4 separate regions of the Mus musculus genome follow, and regions 2, 3 and 4 are each linked to region 1. Evidence: chromatin contacts called from public Hi-C, HiChIP or PLAC-seq and promoter capture Hi-C data. All regions are on one chromosome and are shown on one strand. The core of a region is the stretch at or near the end of the contact, and the rest is flanking DNA. Distances in the headings are between cores, read along the strand shown.

Evidence for each region. Promoter capture Hi-C pulls out the DNA fragments that hold promoters and counts their contacts. A called contact is a pair of places that touch in the nucleus more often than the background predicts. HiChIP or PLAC-seq counts read pairs in DNA pulled down with a chosen protein or histone mark.
Region 2: a contact with region 1 is called in a promoter capture Hi-C map of pre-B cells, with 5 times the contacts expected there. The contact joins the enhancer-like site here to the promoter of Dcaf5 in region 1. A contact is called at or near these places in 5 of 39 promoter capture datasets (the C10 cell line, hippocampal neurons, liver and 1 more) and 1 of 115 datasets of contacts at active chromatin or transcription factors (bone marrow-derived macrophages).
Region 3: an H3K4me3 HiChIP or PLAC-seq map of stem cell-derived neural progenitor cells shows a contact between it and region 1, with 2.9 times the contacts expected there. The contact joins the enhancer-like site here to the promoter of Dcaf5 in region 1. A contact is called at or near these places in 1 of 39 promoter capture datasets (neutrophils), 1 of 484 Hi-C or Micro-C datasets (regulatory T cells) and 4 of 115 datasets of contacts at active chromatin or transcription factors (bone marrow-derived macrophages, kidney, large pre-B cells and 1 more).
Region 4: a Hi-C map of B cells shows a contact between it and region 1, with 10 read pairs. The contact joins the enhancer-like site here to the promoter of Dcaf5 in region 1. A contact is called at or near these places in 2 of 39 promoter capture datasets (pre-B cells and stem cell-derived epiblast-like cells), 1 of 484 Hi-C or Micro-C datasets (B cells), 2 of 115 datasets of contacts at active chromatin or transcription factors (memory CD8 T cells and microglia) and 1 of 9 other capture datasets (liver).

Annotation. Positions count from the first base shown.
Region 1 is chr12:80,433,162-80,438,665 of GRCm38.p6, forward strand. Dcaf5 (DDB1 and CUL4 associated factor 5) reads right to left here and starts at 3,440. Exons shown (of 9, transcript NM_177267.5): 1 at 3,024-3,440. The coding sequence starts at 3,237.
Region 2 is chr12:79,438,335-79,443,838 of GRCm38.p6, forward strand. All of the region lies in intron 7 of Rad51b (RAD51 paralog B), which reads left to right. Among named protein-coding and RNA genes, the nearest start is that of Rad51b, 140 kb to the left of the region's middle. Within about 2 kb of position 3,332, at least 49 of the 459 cell types and tissues checked have an H3K27ac peak or open chromatin away from gene starts, as enhancers often do. A contact at or near this core is called in liver and pre-B cells, where this site is marked.
Region 3 is chr12:79,597,637-79,603,140 of GRCm38.p6, forward strand. The region is part of intron 7 of Rad51b (RAD51 paralog B); the gene reads left to right. Among named protein-coding and RNA genes, the nearest start is that of Gm36048, 200 kb to the right of the region's middle. Within about 2 kb of position 2,840, at least 157 of the 459 cell types and tissues checked have an H3K27ac peak or open chromatin away from gene starts, as enhancers often do. A contact at or near this core is called in kidney, regulatory T cells and stem cell-derived neural progenitor cells, where this site is marked.
Region 4 is chr12:79,631,274-79,636,777 of GRCm38.p6, forward strand. All of the region lies in intron 7 of Rad51b (RAD51 paralog B), which reads left to right. Among named protein-coding and RNA genes, the nearest start is that of Gm36048, 160 kb to the right of the region's middle. Within about 2 kb of position 2,423, at least 55 of the 459 cell types and tissues checked have an H3K27ac peak or open chromatin away from gene starts, as enhancers often do. A contact at or near this core is called in B cells and microglia, where this site is marked.

The DNA.
Region 1 (5,504 bases), core at 2,190-4,689:
CAAGCAGAATGTATCGTTAACACAAGCTGTACTTACAATACAAGGTGAATTGCTTTTAACAAAAACTTGTGTTCTGGGAATAAATAATATCTGAGTCCAACCGGATGGGCCAATAGAGCTGCCTGCTGGCAGGAAGGACTAAGAGCTGGGACAGGAGTAGACCGAAATGAAAATGAAAACAAAAACAAGACAGGAAGAACGAACTGGGCTGGGAGGTGTGATGGGGGAGGGCAGGTGGGCTGGAACCCAGGAAGTACTGACTGATGGAGATGGATAACTCGGGACTAGAGAAGGAAGTGACCACCTGAACCAGAGAGCCTGAGCCATGCGCCCAGTCCTTTCCTACAGCACACACTGAAGATCCTGCCTGCATGACTCACAGCTACAATCCCAGCACTCTGGAGGCTGAGGCCCCTGGGGCCAGGCAGAACCTCAGTGTGAGTTCCACAACAGCCTGGGAGAAGAAGGTGAGATCCTGTCTCCTAATAGGAAAAAGAAATAAAGCAATATAAGCTCACCACTTGGTAGGTAGAGATAGCAGGGTGAGCAGTTCAAGGTCATCCTGGGTGGAATATTGAGCTCAGGCCTGCCTGAATTACAACAGACTCATTCTCAAACAGAAATTAAAAAGAAAGAAACTGGCCAACACTAGAGATAATGGGGCTCAACCAAGATATAGAGGCACCAGTTATAGAGCAAGACCCTGCCCCAAAACAAAACCAAAAGATCCTAAGAGAAAGAGTACAGAAGAATGCTGGGAGTATACACAATCTCAGTGAGCCTAACCCTAACCCCCTAACCCCCCTGACCCCTGACCCCTAACCCCCTGACCCTAACCTCTAGGCCCCTAACCCTGGCTTTTAAAAATGTATTAACTCTTCTTACTCCTCTGCTTCTCTGCCTTCTGACTAAGAGTAAGTGAAAAATGTACAGGGTGGTGTGGGAGCACACCTTTCATCCCAGCAGAGAAAGGCAGGCAGATCAAGGCCAGTAGAACTACACAGAGAAACCTTGTCTCAAAAAACAAAACAAAACAAAACAAAAACAAAAAAAACAAAAAACAAAAAAAACACACACACAATGAAAAAGAGTAAAATGCCTTAACTTTAAATGGGAGAACTTTATGGTATTTGCATTATATTTCAAGTTTAAGTCTAAAATGTGTTAAGCTGGGCCAATGTGTGATTAGTAATGATTAATTAGTTCGTTATAAGAGTATCCTCACAGTCCCTCATTCCTTAGGTAAAGTGACTGTTTGGGAGAGCCGCTCATTGGTTAATACATTAATCTCAGGAGAGAGTTGTATTACAAACACAGAGACAGCCTTCAAAGAAGCGTTCTTTCTCTCCATTTTTGCACTTGAATTTTGTTAGGTAAAATTCTACACCATGGTGTGTGGGAGAAAAGCTTTTTAATGTAGGGCCTGCCTTGAAGTAGTATATCAGGTTTCTTGGGGTCAGGGGGTGTCATCTAGGGTCCAAACTTTAAGCAAGGGGAAAATAATCTGGTGTGAAAAGATGGGGTCAGTTCTAGAGAAATCTCCGGTCTATCATGAAATAATCACAGACCTCTTATCTCTGCTACCCACAAACTGGACCATACTCATGGTGGCACTTCCGCCTGATACTTGCGAAGACAGATGCTTTGCCATAACCGCCGAAGTTTCTGGAAAGCTGCCCACTGACGCAAATTAGAAAGCCATTCAGGTATCCACCTGGATGAAGTTAAGCGCCACGTCCAGGGCTGCCCCCCCCCCCCCCCCCGCCCAACCCTCCCAGTATAGGAAAAAGGGTCGAGGAAGGAGGCGAGCGGGAACGCCCGATCTGGTCTAGGCCCTTCACAGCGCAGCCGGGTTTCAGGGAGCCGCCCCTTCTCGGGCAAGAGCCCAGCCCCACCCGCCCACACCCGGGGCCGCGACCCCAGGGGAGGAGCGGGGGCAGCCAGCGACCCTGCCGCGGCGTACGCAGGCGCCGCCGCTGCCACCGTCGCCGCCGCCGCTCGGGTCCGGCCTCCCCCCCCGGAGCAATAGGCTATCGATTCAGCTGCCTGTCGCTAGGAGCCCCGAGAGAGCAAGGCCTACACCGCCCGGCCGGAGCCCCGGCCTCGATTGCACCACTTTCCCCCACCCCAGCGGGGAGACCCTGGAGGCAAGTAGGCCCAGCTGAACCGGGTGGGGGAGGAGGCGAGCAGCCCTGCAACAGGAGCCGCGCGGGTGAAGGGGGTCCTGGAGCCCGCCTCCCGCCAGTAGGTCTCCCGGGGGGTCCTCCTGAAGCCCTGCCTCCCGAACAGCGCATCCAAGTTCAGGCTGGTTGGTGTCCCTAGGTCGCTAGAGCCCTCGCCACTCTCGGAACCATAATAAAAACAAGACGCTGAAGAGGCTACCACTGCGTGCTGGGAGATGGGATTGGGCCCTGAGAGAGCCAGGGGGAGGGGACGCCTCTCTGCTACCCGTCACCACCCGCCCGACCCCGCTGGCCCCACGGTGTCCGGCTCTGTCACCGCCGGCCTCCGGCTCCGAGGCCCCTTTTCTCCATGACACCGAGGACTGGGGCTCGAGCTTCGCCTGGCCTTTGGCGAGCCTTGGTCTCCCCCCCCCCCCCGGCCAGCCCTCCCCCCAGTGCCCCCCGCACCTTTTAAACTACGCAGAGGAAGAGTTTGCCAACCAACTTAGTCAAACCGTAACCTCGTCCCCCTCCCCGACCCACACTGGTGGGGCAGGCATCTGGAGGGACCACTTTGCACTTGGGATAAAGCACATTAAAGACCTGTCAACCATTTTAGGTCTTTTTTTATATATATAGAAGACATCCTCCTCTCCTTCCCCTTCTTCCTTCCCTCCCCCCTCCCTTCCTCCCTCCCCCTGCAATGGTATTAATTTCACACCAAATCTTCCCACCGCTGGAGAGGGGTTGAGAAGGGCGGGGGTGGGGACGCAGGGCAGCAGGAGGGTGGCGGGGAAGGGGAAGGGGCAGCTGGAAGGGGAGCGGGAGGCGCGGGGAGGGGAAGGAAGGGGGTTGATTTACCTGAGACCAGCCACTGGCCTCCATTGTTGGAGAATTCAATGGCATTGACACAGCCGAAGTGGCCGAGAAGGTCCTTCTTGTAGAGGTTTCTGCAGCCCCGCAGGCGTCTCCTCTGAAAGTCCTGAGTGAGCAGGGGGTCCCCATGCAAGCCCCGCTGGGACAAGAAGCCCACCACTGACCTCATGCTGCCCCCCAGGCCAGCTCTCCTCTTCATGCTGGAACCGCCGCCGCCACCGCCGCTGCAGCTCGCGCCGCCGCCCCTCCCTCGGCCGCACGCCGGGCCGCCGCTCCCCTCCCGTCCCGTCCCTCCCCGCGCGCAGCGAGCCGGAGGCTTCTTTAACCAGCCATGGCAGACGGAGCGAGGTGTGCAGACGGTCGGTCGGCGGCGTTCGCGGCTTCCTCACGGTCGCGTCCCTCCCTCCCCTTCCCCCCTAGGCTCCGCCTCCCTGCCGCCTCCAGCAGCTGATCCCCAGCTGCGGTCGCGCTTCCGCGGTGCGGGGCTCTTCCGCCGGCCGCCGGGCCGGAGAACGCGGGCGCCAGCTGCCCCTCCCCCGCGGACGGCTGCCCGGAGATGGCGGGCGGCGGCTTGCAGCGGCCGCTGACCGCGCCGAACCACGGTTGGCTCAGGATGGCGGCGACGGGGCACCCCCGGCACGCCGCACTCTGAAGTTGGACACGCGTAACAATCAGAGTGGCAGCCGGCCTGCGGGCTCACCCTCCTTCCCTGGAGGGACAGCGGCTCGCCCAGCGCTGCTCGCTGCCTCCTGGGGCGCCCAGTTCCCTGTTCAAGTGAGGGAACCCACGATTGGACTGGACGTCTGGAAGGAGGTTGTCTGTGGGGTTTTATCGGTGCACCTGCCCTTTCCAAAAATGTTGATACACCCTTCTATTCTCCAATTCAGTTTTCTAATTGACACTCACCACCACCCCCACCACCACCCCCAGCCTATCGGTTTAAAAAAAAAGGCAGAATTATTCAAGCTGATAGGACACTTGGGTTTAGGGGGTTGCGGAGAGGTGAAAAGAGAATTGAGCTGATATAGTAGCCATATAGTAGAGCGTATGCTTTTTGCATTCTTCAAGTTCTGGGTTCAATCTCTAGCACTAACAATCCCCACCCCCCACTCCCAAAAGAAAGTGAGAAGAAAATTGCCAAAATCAAATTGAGAAGGTCCTCTGTCCATTGGTTCCAGATGCATTTGCAAGCCACAAGAAACATTATGAAACGTAGCAGTATCTTATTTCATTGGTAGGGGTGAGGCCAAAGGTCTTGAGAATGGAGGCCTGGAGATGCACAGCTGTTAACCAGCAGCCACAGTATAGTCCAGAAGTAGCTGCCTTTCAATAGTGCAGGAGTCCTCAGTTGAGTTGACCTCAGTGAGGAAACTGGGTAAGTGCACTGGAATTTTACCAGGTAAAGTTGAAAGTCCCCTTTTCAATGGAGTGCTTTTCCAGGAAACTATCCTCTATCATTAGTGGTAATTAACTAACCTGAAATAGGCAGGTGTCAGGTTTGCCCTTTCAGTTTAACACGAATTACAATCTCAGGACCAGAGATGGCACAGGAGTGGTTAAATACAACCATAGGTGAAAGATGAACTAAAGAAATTCTTAAGATAAAGATGGGGAATGAGGAAGAGGTTCACCTGTCAAGCAAAATTATTTTTTTGCAAGTAGTTAATTCAAAAGTTCATATAACAACATTCTAAATTTATTAGAAGGTCACCAAACCCAAAAATGAGAATTCAAATGGAATATTATCCCTTAAATAAGAAAATGAGGGGCTGGTGAGATGGCTCAGCAGGTAAGAGCACCCGACTGTTCTTCCGAAGGTCCTGAGTTCAAATCCCAGCAACCACATGTTGGCTCACAACCATCCGTAACAAGATCTGACTCCCTCTTCTGGTGTGTCTGAAGACAGCTACAGTGTACTTACATATAATAAATAAATAAATAAATCTTTAAAAAAAAAAAAAAAAAGAAAATGAGTAATGCTTAAAAAAAAAATCCTGTGCACACTGTGGTTTGTACATATAATCCAAGGACTTGGGAAGTGGAGGTGGGAGAATCAGGAGTTCAAGGTCAGCCGATAGGCTATAAGAGACCCTGATCTCAAATAACAGTAGCTGAGTAGTAGCGGCTCATACCGGCGCATACCTTTAATCCAGCAAGAGGCAGGCAAGTCTCTTGAGTCTACCGAGCAAGTTCCAGGACAGCCAGAACTACACAGAGAAACCCTGTCTCAAAAAATAAACAACACAGTAAGTTTTGTTCATTTATTGCAAGGTTTTTCCCATCTCAGTTCCTTTTCTTGGCATGCTCAACTACACATTTAAAAAGCGCCCTTTGGCTCTGTTGTATTAATCAGCCATTATTTATCTCTGCCTTATTTGCTTAGGGTAGGGGAGAGAGGCCTAGTAATGATGTGTCTGAAGTGGCCTTACTGTGTCAACATATGACACACTACTCTCTTCTCTTAAA
Region 2 (5,504 bases), core at 2,082-4,581, 990 kb before region 1:
CTGTGGTCTGACTTGGTGCGGCTTCCCTAGGAACAGGCTGATGGTTGATTTGGAGCCCACTGGAAGCCAACATTTCAAACCAACAAACACCTCACTCAAACCCTGATATGGCACTAGGGTGGCTATGCTCATGTGAAGATGGCACAGCTGCTACTGCTCATCCACGGGGACATAGGACACATACTCAACTCCCATTGGCCTGATCCACATAGGTCTTGGAGTCTATTGATACCACCTCTGACTCCACTGGTTAAACCTCTACCCGAATGTGTTTACTTACAGTAAAAACCAGGGTCTGTGCCGGACTGGCTGTTTCACTGATGGGCTTTCACCAAGGTACCTAGATGGGCAAGGCCTCTCTGCATCCTTGGCGACTCTCTCAGGCAGGGACCTGGAAGAGCCATTCTTCTCTTGGTGTATTTATTTCTAATGTTTAAAATAAAATGTTGTTTCATTTGTTCATTCATTCATCATTCATTCATTCTGTGTGTGTGTGTGTGTGTGTGTGTGTGTGTGCGCGCGCGCGCTCGCGTGCATGCGTGTGTTTGTATGTGTAGCTTGTGTATGTAGGTTAAAGGACTACTTGCAGAGTTGGTACTTTATTCTGCTATATGGTTTCGGGTGATTGAGGTCATCTGGCCACAAGGACCTTTCCCCATTGAACTATCTTGAAGGCCCTCTTTCTAATATTTATCCATGTAAATACAATGCAGTTGAAATAATGCTAAATGAACTTTCTTTTCCTGCTAAGTTTTTCTAGCATTTTTGGATCTCAGTTCAAGTAATTGGAGTGTTCCATTAAGTATCTTACAAATATCATCTCCTGTCAGGGTGAGACGGGCATTACAAAGTCCTGAGCTTGTGTTTCACTCTGTAAGGGAGTCTTAAGTGCCAGAGAGAAAGCTAGACATTTTTACGAGTTTTTGAGGTTTAATATTAAAGGGGGAAAAGAAAAGAACCAGCCGGGCGGTGGTGGTGCATGCCTTTAATCCCAGCACTCGGGAGGCAGAGGCAGGCGGATTTCTGAGTTCGAGGCTAGCCTGGTCTACAAAGTGAGTTCCAGGACAGCCAGGGCTACACAGAGAAACCCTGTCTCAAAAACACCAAAAAAAAAAAAAAAAAAAAAAAAAAAAGAAAGAAAGAAAAGAACCATCTTCTTGAGGAATGGAATATTTTCAACTGAACCATTATGTAAAACCATTATGTAAAAAATGTGTTTAGCATGTCAGCACATTTTAATCAGTGTAAAGGCTGCTTTGAAAGTGATAGGGAAATATTTGTCTAGCGTTCAGCCCTCCAGTGCCTAGATACAAGCATACAAGGGAGGAAGTGAGTGTTATAATATTTAGATAGTAACGCTAATCACAGCATTCATTAGGTATTTAATAGAGGCTTGAGTTAGACCTACCTAGAACTTATAAGACAGAAGTCGGTTTGGATTCAGTCACCTGGACACGTGCTAGCTGTTAGACTTTGAGCTGGCCTTATGGGAGTGCGAGAGACACCAGGGTGGATAGAGGTTTCACTGGTCCAGCTGAGGTCTCCAGACCCTCTGCCTTCACATGGCGCTATGGCACGCACATGTATACATTTGCGTCATGGCCACACAGTAATAACGCATGTAATTTTATAAAGTGATAATCGGGTTAGTGTTTAGTCTCTGCTTGCCTTCTGCTGCTTCCAGCATGGTTTTGTTATTTGAAGTGAAAACTTGACTCATTCGGTTCCATTTAGATTTCAATTTTACACTTTAACTCCCATCTTCTGATAATCGTATGTGGGGGCGCATGTGTGTAAAACATCAAAGTGTCTGTGCAAAGAAATGTACCCAGAGAAGGGCCAGCTCCCTTCTTTGCTGTTTCATCCCTGTAACTTCAGTTTCGCTTTTACCCTTCCTGTGCTTGTTTCTCCTCATGGTGTCTAGATTTATGTGAGCATATCCTTGATTTTTGTCTTCGTCTTTACACAGAGTGTTAGTCTGAGATTTTACTTGATAATGTATCTTTAAATTATTTCCTATAAATCCATGGGAGGTTTCTTTTTTCCAATTCTTCTTTATAAAATAATAGTGCTCCACTGTGCAGGACACCATGGAAAGGTGACACTCCCACACCGAGCACCAATCTTGAGCTTATCCCCACCCCCAAATACATTACAAGAAATTAGGAGAATTGGTCGGGTCTCAGTGAGAACAGTAAATTATTAAAATTCCTCTAAACTCAACAAGTTAGGAAAGAACAGATGTTCCTGTCAAGTGAGAAGAGCTGTTCTGCATATGGAGGCACCGGCTTAAGTGATCTGTAATATCGTCTTCATACTTAATGTTAAAAACACAATTGGTGATTCAGATCTGTAACCCCAGCTTGGAGAGGCTGAGATAGGAGCACCACAAGTTCAGAGCTTTCCTGGGCTACTCTGAGTTCAAGACTCCTTAGTACAGTCTTGTCTCAACATAAAAATAAGTTGGGGAAGGGAGGGTTGGGGGGTTGCAGCTGAGATGTAGCTTGGTGGTAGAGCCCTAGGTTCAATCCCAGTTTAAAAAAACAAAACAAAACAAAACAAAACAAAATCAAACTCTTGTCAAATATCCAGTACAGTAAATATGAATACATAAACATTTTATCCTCTTTTAAGGACAATTTTGCCTTTAAGGTTAAAGAATTTTTCCCAAAATGTAAATAGTAAACAATTTAAACTAATGCTATTTATCTGCAGATCAGCAAGAATTATCAGGTTTCTCCAACACTCATTCTTTTGTAAATAAACAAGTAAATACTCTCTCATCCCCAGAATCATTTAATCAAGAGAAGACATGTAATACAGCCAAAAATCAGTAAGCTACACTAGATATAGGAATCTTTAAAAATGAAGGATTTGATTTTTGGCCCTCGTTTGAGTGATCTCACATGTTAAATAAACAGGATGTCAGTACTCAGGAGCCTTAACGTTTCTGGTCAGGTGTTTCTGGGGTTGTGTCTTTGCTGAGTTGTGAGGTGAAGTATTGTGGTCATCCACGACTTAAAAACCCTGCAGATAGAGGGTCATGGCGTCATGTTGTTGCTCAATGCTGGCACTGGCTCTGAAGTCTCGAAACGCCGAGAGATCTTGGAAGCTACACACCATCACTCTGACCAGACCCTGGTGATCCTGTAGATCAGCTTTGACTTGTGTGGAAGAGGACTGCATATGAGCTGGAGACTACCTTCAATGACTTACAAAAGTGCCTTTAAAATATTACCCAAGTGGCTTCCAGGGTTGTCGTTTCTTTCAATTAACAAAGCCTTTTCTTATTTTCCTTTCAGCTCAGTACTAAATCCCAGTGTTTGCTGAGGAAATATTGATTAATTTGAGTGGGGCAGGCTCAAAACCACGAACACTGAATGGCCCTAGATCTGGGTGGGAACTGTTTAAACTTATTTTACAGCACAAGAGATAAGATGACTCTTTAAAAGACAGCAGAGGAAGAAAGAGGAGGGCTTTCAAGAGAAGATGTAAGCCATCATTGGTGACCTTTGACTCTTCCAACATAATCAGCAGACCTGCCTTTCTGAGTTCTAGAGTGTGTTTATGGAAACTTCAGTAAACATGCTTTCAATGCCATTCGCTGACGTTTAAACATACGCTTGCAGCTTTAATGAAGTTTAAAGTTGTGTATAACTTCCTGAAAAGTTTTACAAATTAGTTTGGATATAGGAGATGGGACTTGAAATCAAAATCATGCTATAAAAGTTGGGCAGCCTTAAATTTTTCATCCAACACATAAAACATGTCAAACACGTTTAAAACCACTTGAGAAGGAAGTCTGAATATACTGTCCGTGTAATCTCGAGGGCCTTTCAGAGTCTCTCAGATGTGCTCTGCGTTCTTTTCTCATTGAGTAGAGTCACTGGTGGTTGCTGTATTCATTGTTCTAAAATCAGTAAATGATGCAAAGAAAACCCACTATCTTTTCAACTTAAAAATAGTATTTCCTTTTAGATTTTTGTCAACCAAATCACTTTCAGTTTTCTTTTTCTTTCTTCCCCCACCCCGCTTTGAGACAGAGTCTTGTCTCTCGTGTAGCTCAGCAGACCTCAGACTTGTAACCCTCCTAACCTACACCTCAGGGGCTGGGATTCTACTCACCGTCCCTGGCTCTCATAGGGAAACGTGTGTATGAAAACCAGTGGGACTAAACAAGAGGTGTATGTGTCTTTTAAGACATTGCTGTGTAGCCCACACTAATCTTAAACTTGTAATCCTCCTGCCTCGGCCTCCTGAATACTGAGATTTAGAGGCATGAACTATTATGTTTGGGTTTCAGCAAAAACTTTATGCCTATGTTGTTATGTGGCCTTCAGTTTTACTCACAGTATGCTGAAGGGAGGGTGTTTGCCTCTCAGTGAGATCATTGGAGCAGGTCAGGATTTTTTTTTTTAAACTTAAGTGTGATAAAAAGTACATGACTTGTATTGATCTGTTTTCTTTTATAATAACAGAATATCAGAGGCTTGGTACTAAGTTTAAAAAAAAAACGAAGTTTACTTAGCTAACAGTTTTGAGATTGGCAGCTGAGATCAGATGGCCTGCTGATTTGACTCTGGTGAGCATGTCTCTGGCTGTGTCAAGGTGTGACTAGTTGCCTTAATGGCGGGAATTGTGTAAAAGAGAGAGCTCGTGTGACGACAGGAATTTGGAAAGCATGGAAGGGCCAAGAATGCTGCTTTATAACACTTTCCCAAGAGAACTCATCAAGGTTTCATGATTTTGTTTTGTTTTGTTTTTAATTTGGAGTGCTGGGATGGAACATTACAATTCAGGCCTCAGGCTGCAGTCCACTGACCTCTGAAGAATGTGTGTCTCATAACCATCCCCGTGGTCAATTATAAAACATCTCCATCTTGTCAGAGAATGTCCTTGTGCCTCTGTGATGCAGTCCCCACCCTGTCCCCAGACAACAATAGGATCCTTCTTGATCACAGGAGGATAGTTTTGTAAGTTTTAGAATCCCAAGTGAATGGACTCAATGGTATATATCCTTTTGTGTCTGGCTTCTGCTCTGTTCGGGGATAATTTGTGGCATGTCTGAGTTGTTTGTTCATCTTTTTAAAAAGATCCCTGCATAGTACACTCTGTACAAACAGGCTGTCATTTATTGCCTTATGTACTAACAGACATTCTGCTCATCTTTATTTTGGAATTACAGATAAAGGGTTCTTAATTTGTGAGTGTCTTTCATAAATGCAAGCTTTAATTGCTTCAGTGAATACTTGGAAGTATGTTGCTGGGTCTATGGTGAATTATAGTCAATTTACCAGCAAGTGATGAGCTGTTGGCAGTGGTCACTCTGTTGCTGACTAATGCTGTGCGCCCTGTTGCCATTCTTTTATCTTTTTTTAATTCTAGTGTGTGCAAAGCAACATCTCATTGAGTTTTAACATGTGTTTTATTATTGACTGATAACATTGAAACAACCTTTTTCTGTATGTAAGACCTTTTAGGCTTTTTGGTGTGAAGTTCCAAAG
Region 3 (5,504 bases), core at 1,590-4,089, 840 kb before region 1:
TTGACTAAGTGGAAGCAACTCATATCTTTTGTAGCACGCTAGTGTCATTTTTTTCCTCTCTTAAACTTTTTTTTTTTTTTTTTGGAGGGGGGGAACTTTTTTTGGTTGGAGTCACAGGGCTGAGAAAAAGGGACACCTTGCCTGGAGCTAGCTGAGGGGTAACAAAAGGTATTCAATTCTACGACAATCTTGTACAGGTTTTCTCATTCAGTAGAGCATATGTTGTGTTAGTTTAGGCTTTTTGTTTGAAAGTTTAAAAAAAAAAAAAAAGACTCACCTTGGCTGACTTAGCAGCAAAAGAATAACACTGAATGGATCTGGAGCAATTCCTACTACTAGGATGAATCAAATCCAGATGTTTTCTACCTAAGTTATTTAGATTCTCAAGAAAGCGTTTGAGTGGCTGGCTTGGATTATAAACCTACCTCTTAGACAGTAAATGGCCTCATAATCTTCCAAGATATTCTTACCAGCACTGACCACAATGAATATAGACACCAAAGCCCAGACTAGAATCTTCTCACCTGAAGAAAGATGAAGACACTTGATTCCCACTGTGGAGTTCTGCAGTGAGGAGAAAATTCAGCCTTTTGGAGCCAGTGGTTGTACAGAGGCTCCGTCTCCTTAGCAACTGCCTAAATCCTCATCAGTATAGGGATTCTTGGTTGTGATTTAGTGTCCTTTGCCTACATTGCAACTTGACACTATAGATCAACAATGAACAACATGTATTGTTGGTCATCAGTTATCTGGAATAAAATAAATGCTGTAAATTCTCTGAATATGATTTAACAACCACCATTATCATATATAGAAGGCCAGTCATCAGAGGCAAATAGTCAAAAGCCCGACCCAGTTCGTGTCTCACTTTGGAGTTGTGTAGAATGATAGAATTTGAGGGCTTTGACTAAGTAAGAGACTAACTTCAAAAGAATTGAGTGAGGATCTTTCTGCTTCTATGGGCTGGAGGATTTTGACCAGAAGCCGGGTTGTGGATGGCAGATTCTAATAATAGAGCAGGTTTAAGAGGTGACGCACTGATTTGGAATGCCTTCTCATCTGTGTTTGCTTAGGACTGAATGGCCTCTCTCGTGCTTCCTTTCCAAGCAGAGGACCAGCTGGGTCTCACTTTTTTTCTCTTAACCTTTGCTCCTGACTTGTCTTTTCCCTAACCACTCTGCTTTCCTTCCCCTGACTTCTGTTTTCTCTCTATTAAATCATTTCTCTATATTTAACTCCTGCGACTTTTTCCCCTTTGTTTATTGCTTATTCGGTAACTTCAGATCTTTTCCCCAAAGTTCCCTTTCTTTTTCCTCCTCTAAGCCACCAGCATACCATCCCCCCCACCCCCCCCCCACACCAAGCTCCTTATTTCTTTACTGCAAATCCCCAGTGTGTTTACTGACCTGTGTGCCAAAAGGAAAATTCCCAGGCCACCTCCATGCCAATGCAATGAAAATCAGCAGCTGCCATTGCTCAACAAGGTCCTTGTGACCTATAAATCAATGGCTAAGAGCCCTTGCAGTGAACGGTGGCATGTGTGTGTTTATGTGACTATGTGAGATACATGACAGTGTTTGCTGCTTTGGGGAAAGAACCTGAATCTTTTCTGATAAGTAAGAGAATTAAGCAGAAATTTTTGCCTAAATCTTTTGGGGTTATTGTTGTTGTGTTAGTGGATGAGAGCCTAAGAAGTTGTATAAGAGAAATGAATGACATTAAAGAGAGAAACAGACACACAAGACCAAGAAATAATCAAGTCTAGAACATCTTACTGACACACTATTGATAGCACACTCACAGTAAACATCATCGATGCCTTGATAGGGCAGAAAGATCTGGAAATAAAAACCCCAGCGATTCATCTGTTTAAACAAAAGAAAGGAGATAATGTGGAGAGGCAGTGAAATGGAGGCTGAGATGAGATGTGAGTATTGAAGACACACACATGAGAAAGCCACTAGGCCCTACCCCAGTGTAGCATTGCAGGTAAGAGAGAAACCGGAAAGCACACTTGCCCTGCTCAGACACACTATCTGCAGCACATTAAGCATCTAAAAGTTAATGATACCAGAATAGTATCTTCAAAAAAAACCAAAATCGTAAAACAGAAATTAAGGCCCCAGTAAAACATTTGGGAGAATTTGAATAGATGTAGCAGGGAACCAGAAAATAATTCAAAACTTCAACTGGAAAAGTGATTTTAAGTTGTGCCTGCTATGTAACAACTGGCAAAAAGAGAGAAGGGAAAGGGAGGGAGGAAGAGAGGGAGGGAGGAAAGGGAAGGGAAGGGAAGGGAAGGGAAGGGAAGGGAAGGGAAGGGAAGGGAAGGGAAGGGAAGGGAAGGGAAGGGAAGGGAAGAAGGGAAGGGAAGGGAAGGGAAGGGAAGGGAAGGGAAGGGAAGGGAAGGGAAGGTAAGGGAAGGGAAGGGAAGGGAAGGAAAAGAGAAGAAAAGCAAGATGGTGCTGTATTTCCTGAGTTGTGAAACCAACCTGTCCTGACAGAAGAAGAGAACCGCCCCACACAAACACACACACGTACACACACCCCGACTGATGGCCAAGCACAGTGTGTGTACGTCTAATTTCAACCTCACAGTTAAAAGTGAAGCCAGGGACTGAGAATACTATCCACTGAGAGAAAAAAAGCAGAGGGGATTTTCTGAGCCAGATCCAAAATCATAAGGCTCAGGGGGAATTACTTTGATTTTGTCAAGTCAGAGCACATAGCCAAAGGCAGCAGACATGGGATATTGTCAGAGGTAAATCACCCGGCTAGGCCTGCTCTGTCTTATTGCAAGGTCAGAGGAGCACGGCGAGCCGGCCAAATGTTTCCAACCATGGAAATCCCCTAACTTTCCAACTGCTACAGTCCCACAGCTCCGAGGCTTTACTCACAGCAGGGCTCTGTTCCAGCTTTCAAAGCTCTCCAAGTTGATTAATCATTTTCTTGTTCTGACTCATTCAGGCTTCTAGAAAAAAATAGCTAAAGGTACTAGATGGGCTGGGTGGATCAGGGAGGTCAGATAAATTGGCTTGATGTTAGTCTATACAAAAACCTAGAAGAAATCGCCAAAAGTCTTTCGGCCTACCATCCTCCAGTGCTATGTATGGTTTGGGGCCAAAGGCCATTGGCTCGTTCCATGTGTTTAAAGCAGAATATTTCTGTGTGCATTAGCAAACTTGGGTATGCGAGCATTCATTTCTTAATGTTAAGGTAAGTTATTATAGGCTAGTAACTTAGAATTAGGATTCCATTTGTATCTATGCAGATGGACTGTGGACCCATGTATAAGCCTCTAACACCGACAATGTCAAACACATATACAGTGTTTATTATTTATCAGGCACTGTGTGCTTTTACCAAGAGACAAGTTTACAGCACTGAAAGGTCAATTTTGATCATCTTAGCCAAGGCCATACATAATGATTATATTATTTGGTCTGGCTAATATTCCCCACCATGAAGCTTATATTTTAAAAAATAAATTGTTTTAGTTTATGATTATATTGAGTCATACTGGAATGTCTGCTTCTTTGCTTTTGTAACACATTAATCTCTGGGCTTATTCATTGAGTTCATAGACGCTTATTACGCACCTGAGTGTACTAGTCATCAGAGAGAAAATTGTAAATCCTAAGATGCCACCTCAGACCTGAGGACATACACTGTGCTAGTGCCTTTTAACTAAGCAAACAAAACACATGGAGAAACACAGAGCATGAAACAACTATTTCTGCAAAGAAAAGGAGACAGTAGAATTGGGAATTTATGAAAAATCTGAATTTTCCGAGTGTTAAGGTTGGAAGGAACAGCACCATCATAGGGAATGGTTTGTATGAATGCTGAAATGTTTGAAATGGCATAGCATGCTGGAAATAGAAAAATAATCGTAGAGTCATGGTGGGGAGCTGAGTGGGTTAAATTAAACGGAGATGGTGATGGGCCTTGGGTAGAATACTCAGAGTTGCAGAAGAGCTCATGGTAGTTTAAAAGAAAGACAACAACTTTATTGGATTATGTTTCAGAAAAAGAACTCTGAAGATAATGTGGAATAGGTCTAAAGGGGAGCAGAGGCCAGACAGAAAGCGTCTGTGTGTCCCCTGAGGGGTAGCAGCAGTGGGAAAGGAGAACAAGATCCAACACGGATTCAGAAAGTACAGAGGGGAGACTGCAGTGGGGAATTGAGAACAGACCATGATGTTTGGGTAATCCCTGGGTTAAGGATGCGGTGCCTAGGTGAAGCTAAATGCCATCAACAAAAAAATCCTGAAGGAAACAGTCACAGAGAGTGTGTTGAGATCACTTGGTAACACGTTCAGTTTAAATGATGGCACAGATTCAAGAGAAGACATTGAGGTCCCCTTGGTAACCATACCAAGATCAAGAGAATGAAATCCCTAAAACACGTGAACCAGGACAGCTTGATCGGACAACAGAGCATAAAGCCACCTAAGACCGCAGATTATAATCAGTAAGACTGCTATCAAGGGCCCTTCATGCTGTGGGAGAGTTTGGGGAAGTGCAAATGGGGATACTTTTTACTTTATACCTTTGGATCCTGTTCTTTCCCTACACATGACTAACGGCCTTTGTAAAGAGGCTTAAAAGTCTCTGTCAAAGGCTAGTAGGCTACCGACCCCTTTCTAGGCTGTTATCTTGAAGTCTGTTTTAGGGAACCGTTGGGGGCCATCCCCTCAAACACATAAACGCATGCTTTGCTTAGCTTTCCCCCATTGACCTGCACTCCCAACTGCTGGTGCCATATAGATTTGCAGACATCTGTGCCCCTTAACTAATTGCAGCAATCTGTTCTGTACATCTCTGAGAAAGCACACAAATTGATTCCCCAGCAATGTCCATATCCAAGGACACCTGTATGACCCCCCCTCCCCCCATCAAATCAGCTGCCCCTTCACCTTGTGTTCGCCTGCTATTTCCATTATGGGGCTAGTAATAGATCAGCCTCAAAAGTCCCTGTCCTGGGAAATTTCTTCATAAGAGAGTTACTGGAAACAATATTTTGGCTGTGGAGCCAACTTGTGGGTTTAAATATCTTCCAGCCGGCAGAACACCTGGATTTAAGTGTCTAGTCCCTTCTGACTCTGAAGAATGAGCTGTACCTTAAATTGAAGCTCATAAGCACATTGGGAAATCATGAGTCTGTTTCCTCCTGCTGTTTGCTGAAGCAATGAAAAGTAAATGAATTCAGAAGGCGCAGAGCCAGTTTGAAGCGTCACAAGCAGGGGCCTTACAGTGTGCAGGGGTGTCTACACTTTGGCTTTAGTGCTGTGTGCACAATTACCTTGTGCAGGCTGCTGGAGCTGGTTCCTTCCCTGTTGCAATCCTTGCCTTTTGAGAAAAAAAAATCAACTTCTTGTATTTCATGCTGACCCTAACATCTAGAACCTTCCGTGTAAGAATTTTATGGTGACTATCTATCTGTTGACTGGTTAGATTCTCTAAGTTGTGAAGGGTGAATAGAATAGACTTCTGACCCTCTT
Region 4 (5,504 bases), core at 1,173-3,672, 800 kb before region 1:
ATATTCTGAAATCCAACATTTCTTTAGCAAGGAGACTGATTTTGGGTCTAAGTGAAACAAATATAAGAATGTATTATAAATGAATAAAGGGCAGAGTATATGACAAAATGGATTCTCCCACATGCGAGCTGAATAACTTCTGAAAAGTTAGATATTCTGTTGACCTGGGATCTCTGTACCACAGGGTTGATACAATATCATCCCCATAATGTTGTTCCTTCAGGGCAGAAATAAATATGAGAACATTTCAGAAAGTGCTTTGAAGAGCTGTAAAGGTTATTTTATCAGAAGGGTCAGGACATCATTTTTTGTGTAGTACTGTGAATTGTGGAAGTCACTACAGAGACACAGAACCCCTTCTCAGTGCCTTTTATTTAAATACAATGGGTGGAAATACATTTCGAAGGAGGAGAATATTGTGCTTTCAGAAAATATGTTGCTTTTTTGGAGGAAAGTTTTACTCTTTTTTGTTTGTTTGGTTGGTTTGGTTTGGTTTTTTTGTTTGTTTGTTTGTTTTGGTTTGTTTTTGTTTTTTTGAGGCAGGGTTTCTCTGTGTAGCTCTGGCTGTCCTGGAACTCACTCTGTAGACCAGGCTGGCTTCGAACTCAGAAATCCACTTGCCTCTGCCCCCCAAGTGCTGGGATTAAAGGCTTATGCCACCACGCCCAGCTGGTTTTACTCTTTTGATTGTGAATTCTAAGGATGAACAATCCAGCTGATTTGGTTCCCCATAGTCCCCCTAACAAGAGGAACGCCATGGCAACCAAAAATATTAGAGATATACCTCAATTTAGGCAACTTGAATAAGACAAAAGCATTTAGTATTGTATGAAAAAAAAATCTATGCAAGTCTAGGAATGTAATTTAATGTGGTCACATTTAACACGAAGGGTTATGACAGAGAGAGCATGGTGGCCAGTGGGAAATTCAAAGAAAGAATGGGTCTCCTATGCCAAGGCAGTAGACACAGAGTGAGATGAGTGATTTCTCTTATTTATGAAAGGAAAACTTGAAGATCAGATTAATGTCATTTCCTAAAATTCAATTTACATCTAATAAAGTGCATAGCTTAATGAATTTCGGAGAATATGTATACCTAACAGAGATCCTATAACCTAGCACGTTTCCCTGAGCAACTCTGTAGTCGGTCGTCCCCCTCCTTGGCCCTGGGCAAACATGGATCAACTGTTTTGCTAAGGTTTCATTTTAATTTATAGTTTGGTCAACAAGATCGAAATAATGAGAGTTGAACATCATCAAAATTTGAGATTCAGATCTTACATCTGCTAGAACAATTCCAGAAACTTCTGAGCCTTACTGTTTTCATGCATCTGTGGAGATGATATCTATTTTTCTATCTTATAAATCCATCATGAAAAATCCAAAGAAGTCATAGAAGAGAAATAGTTATGTACAGTCCAAGTAACTATTTAGAAAATATTGGTTTCACTTAGAAGAGTGGTACTTGCAGACTTTAGTCCTGTAGTGAGATGCTGCCATCCTCTCATCGTGCCCACACAGATCCTTGAAGGCTGGTCCTCAAGGATGGAGATGAAGTTATATTTTGAAATATTTGGCTTAAGGGTTCAGAATTCAGTCTTCTGCCTCTAGCTGACAATATAGATGAACAATTCACTTGGCTGGTGTTTCTCAGTTAACACAGATCACTTACTTTACTTTGGATATAACCTATAATGTAAAATGTTCTCAATGGCTCTGGCTCTGACTCTGTCATGCTGGTCATACTCGAATGATTTATGTCATGCTCAAGCACCCACTGAACTTGTCAGCTTTGTGGTTTCCATTTTTCTTTGGATAAATCTGAATTTTTCAGTTAAGATGCTCCTCTATAGTATGTCAGCTGATGTGTAAGTCACTGCTGTTTGAACAATTGACTTACCTATCATTTTTATTGGAATGGAGCAGAGGGACTAACCAAGCTTCTGATAGAATTCTATTTGTTTTCCTTGGGGGAAAAAGAAAGAAAGAAAGAAAGAAAGAAAGAAAGAAAGAAAGAAAGAAAGAAAGAAAGAAAGAAAGAAAGGAAGGAGAGAAGAGAAGAGAAGAGAAGAGAAGAGAAGAGAAGAGAAGAGAAGAGAAGAGAAGAGAAGAGAAGAGAAGAGAAGAGAAAGAATTTCCTAATAGCTAGAGAGACCAGGTCACTTATATCTTCCTTGTCTGTGAGGTATTTCTGACATTTTATAGGCAAACCTACAAAAAGGTTCAGATCTCACTTTTAAAAACTGAGGTAATAGATTGTGTATACACACACACACTGTTGCTGCCGTTTGCCTCTGTGTACCCATGGATATCATTGTGTGGATTGTGCATTTTCAAAAAAGAACTGGCCGTCAGCACGACATTCTCACTTCCCCTGTGTACATTTTGTAGCTTCCCCACAGGGAAGCGAAACTGGTGGTGGTTGGAAGAGATTGACTCTGTTGAAGTGGATTCTGCCAAGTGGCTGTTTATAGATAACCTTTGTCTTAGGGTAATAATAGCAGGATCTACAGAATTCCAGCAGGCATCTGAAAAACAGCCCGTCACTATCAGAATCCTAAAGCACTGGCTTTGGACATATATTCACTTAAGATGGTGATGAGCCAGGAATCAGGAGAGCCTGGTTGGGCTGTGTGTGTGTGTGTGTGTGTGTGTGTGTGTGTGTGCATGCGCATGCACATGTGCAGCTTTGTGTCACTGTTGATATTTTCCTTCTTGTGGTTTATCTTCTGTGTAGAACTTTCACATCAATCGTCAAAGGCCCATTGCATCTTTAACTTTTGCAATATTCACGTTTCCATCCTTGCTCTGTAGAGATGCGTTAAGTACTTGCTCGTTAAAAGAGTTAGGCCATTACCCGGCCTGGAATGATCTGGATTCTATTTGGGCACTTCCAGAGAGAGGGCAGTATTCTGTCTGTACCATCCTCACGATTAGGATCCATCTGGAGCAGGTGCAGTCCCATCAGACCTTTGTGGGCCGTTCTCTACTATGCTGCTCGGACTTCAGCGCCGAGCTCTCTGTAGTTCTCTCAACTCTTAGGAGCCTCTTATTTTTCTCAAACTCAGTATTAGACACTCATGAATATTTTAAGCAGGTTACACAGGACACAAAAGCTGTACCTTTATGGGCAGGACTTTATATTTCAGACCAAACATATTCTAAAACATAACTCAGATAGTGCCAGTGTTCTCTTCAAACCCATCCCTGGTTTCTTACCATCCTAAAACCAAACTCTAAGTCAGTGTCATCGGAGCCAGGGTGCTGACTCTGCCCCACCCGTTTCATTGACCCTGATCCTTGATCACTAGCCTGCAGCACCGTGGTCTTTGGGTACCGAGATGATCACAAGCCTGTTTCTCCCAGGATCCTTACGTTCATCTTCCTGGCTGGGATTCTACCATGAATTCCCTGGAAACTCAGGACTGCCCCTCAGAACTCAGCCTAAATGGCTTCTCTTGGTAGCAGCCACCCATCGTTCTTCATGTTCAGTGCTTTCTTTATTCAGAACCCCCAATCTATCTGAAACTCTCCTGCCCTCCTCCTGGTTTCCTTATTATTGCTAGACGCTGATTGAGGACCCACTCTTCAAGGGCAGACCATTCTTTGTTTGACCTGTTCTCTATTGCAGTCTCCTAACCCAGAAGCTTGTCTAATCCCCAACCACATCTGGACTCATTGAGGATTAGATCTGAAGGCATTTACCTTGCCCTCCATCCCTATTCCTTCCCCTCCCCTCCTCATATGCTGAAATGTGTGGTCTAGGACTGAAGCACATGTCTTGGATCAAGGTTTTCGGTTCACTTGTTCCCTTAATCGGAAGCGTCTGGTCCTGCACAGCTGCAGCCCGGAAACAGCATCACTCACCTTTTCCCCAGGGCTTGACAGGTAAGCCAAAGTAGACATGTATTAAAAGACCAAGTAATACTGTATTATATCCTTGCCAATAAAGTTTCACCACTGTACTTCAATCACCAACTAGACGCTTCTGCTTCTTCAAGGCCCTTACTTTGTGGTGTGCCCATCTAAGAGAGGCTCCACGGATGTGTCGTTGGACCTTAAATGCACTTATGATCCAGAAGGGGAAAATGGCTAAACCCAGGGCCATTGGTAGGGGAAGCTAGGCAACAAAACTCAGTGTTGGGTCCTATTTCTTCCTCATTAGAAAGTCTGGAACAGAAGGTTAAGTGCTTTTCCCGTGTGGAGGAAAAGTTTACCTCTGCAGCCTCCCACAGTCCTTCCCTGATGCCCCTCACAGATCACCCAGCTCTAGCTGCAAGATGGTCAGGGCTTTGTGTACCTATGGTCACGTAGTGTAGTAGTAGTGGAAAGCTTGTGCCCTGGGCTGGATCCCAGTGTGGCTGTGTGTCTTCAGAGAATGATTTAACCTTTCTGACATTCACTTCTCTTATCTGTAAAGTGAAGATGTACGGTGGAGATCAAAAGCGATAGAGGCAATGTAACTCTGGTTAAGAAAGTTGTCTTCATGTTTCATAGGTCTGGCTGGATTCAGGTACTGAGTCCAAGCTCCGACTCTCTTGTTGTCTTATCTTTATAAACTTTTAAGCTCACTTTTCCTCACCTGTCACACAGGTGTGATAGTATGGGTACGATCACCGAAAGTGATCAAACAGGGATCTCTACATCACTTAATAAGGAAATGACAGAGGCAAACTGGCCATTGAAATGGTGCTTGAGGTAGTGTGCTGAGGACCCTGACGTGAGGGAAGTGCCGGAGTAGGAGACTGCCTGTTAGGAAGTCTAACAAGGCTCTACCCTTGATCAAACTTTGACAGAGCGCTTCCTCCTCACTTCATCCAAATATGCACAGTATTTTTAATTGTAGTTTTCATCAAAGTAAAATATGTATGTTGTTTCACAAGTTTAGTGAGAGTATAATTCTTAACCCAAAGCAACAGTTCCCTTCCCTCCCCCTCCTTCTTGCTTCTTCCTCTCTGGAAGTTGGCATAGTTGCCTCTCTGGAAGCTGCCTCAGTTGAGGGCTCCACTGGCGAGCTTCTCATGTCCAACAGACACGCTGGAGCTAGCCTTTGTTTTCCTGTTTTAGATGTTATCTGAACAGAAGATGGATACTGGGCTTTTACGCCTTTCTCTCTTGGTGACACTTTTAATATACCCTGGTTGTTATCTGTTTTAAAAATTTTAACTATTGATTTATATTGAATTTTATATGTGTGAGTGCCTTGCCTGCATGTATGTCTGTCTGTGTACACCATGCATGCATGGTGCCCAGAGAGGCCAGAAGAGGGGGTCAGATACCCTGGAATTGAAGTGACAGATGGTTGTGAGCCACCATGTGGGTGCTGAGAATTAAACCCAAGTCCTCTTGAAGAGCATCCAGTGCTCTTAACTGCTGAGCCATTACTCCAGCCCTATTAGTATTGAATTATTTAGCATGTGTAGTATTTATATTGTTATTAAGTATTCACAGTGAGTTATAAAATATGTCATAATTATATCTCCCTTTCATTTATTTATTTATTT